Regions from separate parts of the Mus musculus genome. Here region 1 is linked to region 2. A link is a contact called in public HiChIP or PLAC-seq data. All regions are on one chromosome and are shown on one strand. Each heading gives the region's core, a stretch centred on a gene start, on an enhancer-like site or on the middle of the called end of the contact. The rest is flanking DNA. Distances are from core to core; before and after follow the strand shown.

Evidence for each region. HiChIP or PLAC-seq counts read pairs in DNA pulled down with a chosen protein or histone mark.
Region 1: a contact with region 2 is called in an H3K27ac HiChIP or PLAC-seq map of SST interneurons, with 3 times the contacts expected there. The contact joins two enhancer-like sites. A contact is called at or near these places in 2 of 484 Hi-C or Micro-C datasets (nephron progenitors and ventral hippocampal neurons), 3 of 115 datasets of contacts at active chromatin or transcription factors (SST interneurons, differentiating embryonic stem cells and embryonic fibroblasts) and 1 of 9 other capture datasets (embryonic stem cells).

The regions. Positions count from the first base shown.
Region 1 is chr17:67,119,674-67,123,666 of GRCm38.p6, forward strand. The region is part of intron 2 of Ptprm (protein tyrosine phosphatase, receptor type, M); the gene reads right to left. Among named protein-coding and RNA genes, the nearest start is that of Mir5709, 95 kb to the left of the region's middle. Within about 2 kb of position 1,323, at least 6 of the 459 cell types and tissues checked have an H3K27ac peak or open chromatin away from gene starts, as enhancers often do. A contact at or near this core is called in SST interneurons, where this site is marked.
Region 2 is chr17:66,670,002-66,674,173 of GRCm38.p6, forward strand. All of the region lies in intron 30 of Ptprm (protein tyrosine phosphatase, receptor type, M), which reads right to left. Among named protein-coding and RNA genes, the nearest start is that of 1700016K05Rik, 42 kb to the right of the region's middle. Within about 2 kb of position 1,845, at least 7 of the 459 cell types and tissues checked have an H3K27ac peak or open chromatin away from gene starts, as enhancers often do. A contact at or near this core is called in SST interneurons, where this site is marked.

The sequences.
Region 1 (3,993 bases), core at 73-2,572, 450 kb after region 2:
TACAAGCTTCTGTTTCCTAATGGAGTTTCCAGCAAAATGAGATTGGATGCTCTCTCACTCTCTCTCTCTCTCGCTGGCTCTCTCTCTCTCTCTGTATAATTTTTTTCTCTTACATATTTTTTATGAAATCTTTCAGGATTTTTGATGGATAATTCAATTAATTCTTATTAAAGGTAAGAACTTCTGTAGAAATGTAAAGAAGGAGACTAGCAGCCTGTCATTATTTCTGACCTGCACGGAAGAGGCGGGGGGGGGGTCTTGGAGCAGAACTGGAATTGCACAGAGCTCTCCCCCTGGTGTGCTCCTGTGTCCCCCCCCCACATCTCTGTGACTGAACACAGCACTCACTCAGCAGAGGAGGAGAGTGAGTTCCTAGAAAACAGCACACAGCCGCTCATTTGGAAGCACGACTTCCATCTATCACATCCTTTACCTTAGGAATGGCTTTCTTTCATCATCTGTGGTATTGTCGCTTAAATTTTGTGTTTTGTGAAGGATTGGTGGTGGTGGGGGTGTGTGTGTAAATCCTGGAGTACATGCTAACAAATGGCCAATTCAGCGACTCTCAGTTCTGTAGTCTAGGTTCAACAGATAGAGAGATCACTTGATGGCTCCTTTCTCTCCAACACCTGCTCTCGTTAGCTGGGCTTCTTTGACTGAAAAGACAACCAGAGAGAGAGAATGGAGTTCTACTGAGGAACAATTACGAAATCAGTTTTCATTGAAGTTCAAAGCTACAAACCTGATTAGAAAAAAAAAAAAAAAAAAAGACCTACCCCCCCCAATTGAAGCTATTTCTCTCTTAGTAGACAAAGGTGGCTTCAAAGAGAGCAAGTATGCAATACAATGCTCTTCTGAGCTCTCTTAAACTCTGTCCCCCCAAGGCCTCAAGCCCTGTTTTCCATTTCAGAAGCTCTTGGTTCCCCCTATCACTTCTAACCAACAGAGATGCTCTTACCGGTCACTGAGTGACTCCTATTCACAAAACAAAATACATATTGAGAAGCCAAGTTCAATTGTCCTGGTGCTCAGTCGCGTCCACTAACAATTAGCTAGCTCCGTCTGACTCCCCATGAAACTTATCAGTCCATCTTCCTCCAAACTTGACATCATTTTCTCTTGGTATGATTATTAACAGCCCTCTGGGTCTCGTTCCTGCTGATCATGGCTGTGTGGTTATCCACTGGTTGTTGGATTTTAGTATGGGCACTGGGAATCAAAGCCAAGGCTTCCAGCATGCCAGGAAGGAGTTCTGCTGAGGAGCTACACCCCAGCCAATGCGTACATTTCTGATGAGCTGTGTGGAATACCAAAACATGAAGGAAAGCAGAATTCTCCTTCTCTTTTGCATATGTTTCCTTTTCCAGGCGACTCCTGAAGCCAAGGAGCTGTCAGAAGGTTTGCACGCTGGCAGAAAAGCAAAGTGCCTTGCCAGCAAATCACATTATCACAGGGGCTGCCCCACGTCAACTCTTTCTTATAGATCTACGGCTTGACTGCACAATTACACAGCAGAAAGACACCAGTCTCCTTTGAAGGGACTTGGAGCAGAATGGCAGGGTATGTATTTGTAAGCTGCCCAAAGAAGGACTGTGTCAATATTTTGCCAATATTCTCAGCCTGTTCCCCCTTTGGCAAACTTTCTCATTCCGCAGTTAGAAACTTAGGTAATATTTTGTCTTTTACACATTTTTAGAGATTATGCTGCTATACCGTGAGGTAGTTAATGGTCATTGTCAAGTGGAATAGATTTGGAGTCATCTAGGAATCACACCCCTGGGAGTGTCTTTCAGTGGGATTTCCAGGAAGTTTAACAGGGAAGGGAAGGTGCACCCCAAAAGTGGGTGGTACCACCCTGTGGGTTGGAATCCCCAGCCTGAATAAAATGGAGGAAAGAAAAAAAATCATGCTGGCCACCAGCAGCCACCTCTACTTCCTGACTACGTCCACAAGGTGACCAGCAAACCTATACCCACTTCCCCATGCCTTCCCAGACATGATGGGATGTATTCCTGTAAACTGTGAGCTCCAGGTAAATTCTTCCTGCCATAAGAGGTTAGGTCTCAGCAACAACAACAACAAATAACTAACAAGGGTAGCTGTACCTGTAAGGGTTCTGCTTTCCTATGATGCTGAACCATTTATTGTTCTAGCTGGTGATGAGACCTGAGAGAACAGGACTGATGAATAAGGTGGACTAACGTCTCATGCAATAGCCCGCTTTATTCAGAGCATCAGACAGTTTATCCTCTGTGGGTTAAGCGGAGTCACACAAGTAAAGTGTACAATCACCAGGATAAACTGCAGGTGACAAAAACATGCTTTTACATGGATAACAAGAGCCAGTTGTAATGAATAACCTGAAGTAAGGTCTCTCCTATTTGCTACACCTGGGAGGGGCACAAAGATCACATTCCAAGACCAACTCTATGGTTTGTCTTTGTTTTTGTTGTGGTGCATGCCTTTAACCCTAGCACTTGGGAGGCAGAAGCGGGCAAATTTCTGAGTTCGAGGCCAGCCTGGTCTACAAAGTGAGTTCCAGGACAGCCAGGGCTACACAGAGAAACCCTGTCTCGAAAAACCAAACCAAACTAAACCAAACCAAACAAACAAACAAACAAAAAAGAAACGCAAGTCACAAGACTCTTGTCTTGGTTTCTTGAGATTTTTACAACCTGTCAGAAATCTCCTCACTTAACTCCATCCTTGGACCATGTTCTGACATTCAACCTGTTCAATGACTGTCGATCTCAGCTCCCTGACTTGCAGACTCCCTCAGCCGTGCAGAGGGGCTGCTGTAGACCTGGGTACTGCTCCTTACTGTAAGACACATTAGGGCAGCCTCTTGGCTGCACTCAGTCTGCAGGAGCCATGTCTCTCTCGGGCTGGCTGTGTTTCTCGTGCTTTTGGCTTCTAGCAGTTTGATGTTATACCTAGACTTCCTTTGCACTTACACGTTTGCATTTATAACCTCTCTTTACATTAGTAGCTTAACGGATCTTTGTTTGTTTGGGGAAAGCATCCATTCTGGGATCTGCAAATGGCTCAGCTGCTAAGCACAGTAACCCCAGTTCAATCCTTGGGGCTGCCAGAGTGAAGGAGAGAACCAGCCCCTGAGAGCTGCCCTCTGACCGCTTCATATCGCTACAGTGCATGCACACACAGTGCCTTAGTGGTCAGGTAAACAAGCAAGTATTTTTAGAGCATCGGTCATTGTATCCCATCCTGCTTTTGTCTGTTTCTTTGTCCTTCTTTTCCCTCCAGGGGCCTCAGTGGCAGGTGATACATCTCTGCGACTTTCAGCTATTCAGCTCCATCTCTGCTTTCCTGTCCTCTCGGCATCACGGGCCAAATTTATTTTCTGTCTAAATTCTGGCTTGCCAGTTCTCTCTCGGCATGTAAAATCTCACGTGAAACCAAGTCACTGAGATTTTAATTTATAACTTGTTTACATTCTCAGATATCTATTGGTCCCTCACTTGCAGACCGAGTTCTCGGTAATATTTTAATTATTGGTATACTTCAATCGTTTGACTAGTCTTATTCAGAGCTAAATAGTTCCATCAAGTGCATCACCTCAGGGTTTCTGTTTTCATGCCTTAACCTCGACTGATTTTCAGTTATGGATCATGTTGGGGATAGTTGGCTATTTTTAAGTTAGTCGCACTATTTAAAAAAAAAAAAAAAGTTACAGAAAAACTTGCTGTCCCCCACTGATCCTGTCTTCTGTAGAGAGGACTCACTTGCTTTAGCATAGGGCTGGTTAGGAGTGGGCTGCTCTGTTCTACAGTTCGATGTGGGTAGAAGCTGGTGTCAGTCACTCAGTCACCCAGGCATCTGATGTCCTTGCCTCACTCTTTGTCCTATGGTCTGTTACTGTGCAGTCCTAGTGAAAGCAGAGAAGGCCTGGAGTTTTTTCCCTGGCTCCCCAGGTGGCCAGAATGTAAATGTCAAAGCTCTTTGAATCCTCCTAAAGCTCCAGGCAGCTCTGCA
Region 2 (4,172 bases), core at 595-3,094:
AGGAAAGATAAGGTCCTTTCACTACCACGGAGTCTTTCCTCCCTTCTAGTCTGATGCCGAGGCTTCAGCGATATATTTGTCTGAGCTCTTCTAGGGGATTTCCATTTGGTTCTCTTTCCAAACTCTCTCTCTCTCCTCTGATGTTCTCATTCATATCCTGAGCATCTTATTGAACTATCTATATCCTCTTGGGCTTCACTGATCCCATTATTCCTTTATTTCCCATATCAGGCATTTGGCCATTTAAACTTCACTGGAAGCCATTATTGGACAGTGATGCTCTCTGGAAGGTATCTTATATTTATCACTATTTCTTGTGCTCTTGTGTTGAGAGAAACGTCAGGTATCTCTAACACTCTGGTCTTCTAGGGATATTCTCCAGGAGTGTCGTGGGGGTATCAGTTTATGCATGCTGTATGCTGCAATGATGGCCCTCTTTCTTCAGGGGCACCTCAGTGTAGGAAGCCTCTATAGAGCGTCTTTGGCTGGGATGAGTGACCTTTGGCAGAGTCAGAGACTCACAGTCTGGTGGCCACATAAGAATGGAGATTCTGTAGTAGTAGAAGTAGGCTTGGTGCAGCCAGTAGAGGGTATGGGGCACTCTGTGTGCGGCTACTACTGTAAGAATAGTAGCTCTGGGCTGGAGAGATGGCTCAGTGGTTAAGAGCACTGATTGTTCTTCTAGGGGTCCTGAGCTCAATTCCCAGCAACCACATGGTGGCTCACAAGCATCTGTAATGGGATCCAATGCCTTCTTCTGGTGTGTCTGAAAACAGCTACAGAGTACTCACCTATAGTATCTCCAATTGATGTGGCACGTGTCCTCTGGCACTGTAGTGACAGCACCAGCAATGGCTTCTGGGATTGGAAGATCCAGTGGTATGGGAGGCCTGTCACTCCTGTCCTCCAGCATCAGTGGTGCCTGTCCACACGATTCACGGTGGACAGCAGTGGGACCTGTGCGGCCCTCTGTGTTGTTCACACAGAGTCCTGACAGCAGTGTGGGATGTGGGGGTGAATGGGAAGTGTCTTTCGAGGGGTCTGTCCTCTAACCTTTTCTCTTTGTGGTTGCTTTTATTTTTTTTAAACTCTTGAACTGGAAACACCATCACTTGCCCCCGGCAAAGTTCTATTTCTGGTTTTGCATTCTATGATTGATTATTTTAGTTGCAGGATGCTTTTATTTTCGGAGTGTTTAAAAAGAAGTAATTTGGATTTTAGAATTCTAAAAGGCTGCATTGTCAGATTGCTGTGCCTGACAAATTGGCCACCAAGTGCTCCAATCATTTCTCCAGTTTTGAATCCTAGGGATGATTTTTCTTTTATGGAAATGTAATCCCTCATTGCATAAAAATGATTCTTTTCAGATCTAACTGGGCAATTAGTCTCGGTGACTACCACAAATGGTTCTTTGAACACATTCAAAGGTGGTTAGTGGGTGCTTGTGGCTGCTGCCTCAGGGTCACGACAGAGGGCGGAGACTCAGGAGGATTTAAGGTTTCTAGGCTAGTGCTCTATTGCCCGGAAGTCACCAGAGCTGCCCTGTCTTAGGCATGACTGTAATTTTCAAAACGAGTCCCCCCCTTCTCGCAGCACATCCGCCTGTGCAAACTGCCAATCCTCACCGATTCTGTGATGACCAGTTTCTGAATTGTAAAAGTAAGGGGAAGGCAAAAGAAAGGCCACAAATTGCAGTGTCCCCTCCTCCAAGCACCTGGGTAAATGCCTCAAATTTTCCTACATTGGAAACTGATTACACTTGATCACCAGGTACAGCTCTGTCTGGTGTGGTTTCCTCGCTCAGAACCCTGCTTCTGAATGGTATAATTAAGCCGCGCGCGCTATCCCTGTGCTTCAGGAATCAAAACATGCCGTGATCCCGAGTCTTCCAGAGCATGGCTGCAGGCATGGAGTGCACTGCCCGGAGCAGGGGCTCGGCAAGGTCCTAGTCCCATCAGGACCACTCACAATTCATCTCAAGAGTCTCTGATGCTGACCGCCACTGACACTGCGAGGAGGGAGAAGGTGACTTCTGAAATGGAACCCAAAGCTGAGGTCATTCTTTAAAGCTCCTGGCAGGTCGCTGGCTGAGTGCGAGAGAGAGCCACAAGGCTCCCGAGGTTAGTTCCGAGGTATCCCTTGAAGGGTGGGCACTCTGCCTCTGTCAGTACACATTGCCTGTGCTGAAGGAGCTGAGGAGGGCTGCAGTCAGTCTGGGCACTTCAAACGCCTCCTGTCAACTGCTCAAGATTCAAAGGGGATAATCTGCCCAACGTACCTGATGCCAGCTTCCCTCCCAGAGGTGCCTGTTTGAAACTTGGACAAGTTTCACAGTGACAACAGTGCCCTTCAGGCTGAGAAAACCTTCCAGCTAGGAAGCTGAACAGGATCCTGCCTGCAAATATCTGTGGGTGGATGGTGATAGTTGGTTCCCAGCAGGTCACTTTGGTGACCAGTGCCAGGGAGACTGGTCAATCCTCGGCACTGCTCAACAGATGGCTACAGAGGGTGAGACCTTGCCCTCAAGTGTCAGAAACAAAATGGCTACGTATTACACACACTGAACCTTGAAATGGGCAAGTGACTGCTGAGGGCCACTGTTACCTGAGCTGATGTGAAACAAGGCAGCCCCTGGGACTTAACCTGAGATGCCTGATAGGCTCTTCTTGCTCTTCTTTCCTGCCTGTTAACTGGAAGGCTCCCTCTGTTGTATAGTATAGGATGGGCACTGCCCAGCCAGACCCCGGAATTGAATTAGCTGTAACTGTGATGGAGTTCCATGGTTTTCAATAGTTACAGACTCGAGCATGAACACGAGGCGAATCCCGGCAGTTCTCCAGCCAGTGGAGAAACCCTGTGGTGGTCGGCCACCACCCCCTCTCCCCTCCAGCCCTTCCTTCATAAGCACTATTTTACTTCCTAGATGCATGATGTCACCTAGTCAGAACTTTTTGTACCATGGGATGATAGAACACATGGCCCCATTTTACAGAGGAAGGACGTGAGGGGTGATGACGGCACCTGATGTGTGCTTCAGTTAGCACCCGGTGCCCAGCACTAAACGAGGCATGATGTCTGAAGTAGGCTTTCATGGTGCAGTTGCGGGTGTTGGATGTCAATGATGACTAAGCTCGGAAGTTCCTACGTTTCTTGTGGGAACTGAGAAGGAACAGGGGACCTCTATTTGGGTGCGGATTGTCAGGTCCAAAGGAAATTCCAGATATATGGCTAACTATGGTGCCTACTAGCACAACAAAGCTCCTGCTGACTTCTAGGACGGTGGTTCTCAGCATGCGGGCCATGATGGCTTTGGTCATGACCCTTTCACAGGGGTCACCTAAGACACAGACCTCTGCATTATGATTCATAACGGCAGCGAAATTACAGTTATGAATTGGTGACAAATGACTTCATGGGTGGGGGTCACCACAACATGAGGAACTGCATTAAAGGGTCACAGCATTCAGAAGGTTGAGAACCACCGTGTTAGAGTCCAGTGATGGCATGCGGGCTCTCTCAGCTCTTATTACCATGCCTCCTATCCTAAACTTCCCCAGTCCATGGGCTTCCCTTCCTACAGCTTCTGATTCCTATATGACCCTGTCATTGCAGCCCTGTGTCCTTCTGGTTCTCTTTGCCCTCCTGCCTCTCTCTTATGGTCCCTTCTCTTCCCTTCCCCCCCCCCCCCCACCCCCAGATGCCTCTGGCTGTACTCTCCCTCACATCTAAAATAAAAATCTCATCCATACCTTAGGGGTGGTCATGCCCCCATTTTATACATGAACCTGGCCAGTCTTACCTGGATTTCAAGAAGTAGGAAGTCCTGACTGACATATAGCTCAAGACCAGGGTGTGTATTTCCCTGAAAGGCCAGTTTTGCCATGGACCGGATATCTAGGAGAATTTCAAGGCCATTGATTGCCTCAGAATCTAACTAGGCAGAGTTTTTCTTATTTTGGGGACCCAGAACGTAGGGATGGTGACAAGACTTCATAAACACCTGGTTAACTTAGAAGCCAGGCTAACATGGGGTCAGAATAAAGTACAGCTATCACTTCTGGGCAAAAAAGAGTTCTAACCTTATAAATTATTATTTTTATTAGGGGTATGTGTGTGTGTGTGTGTGTGTGTGTGTGTGTGTGTGTGTGTGTGTGTTACCTTATTCCTTAAGA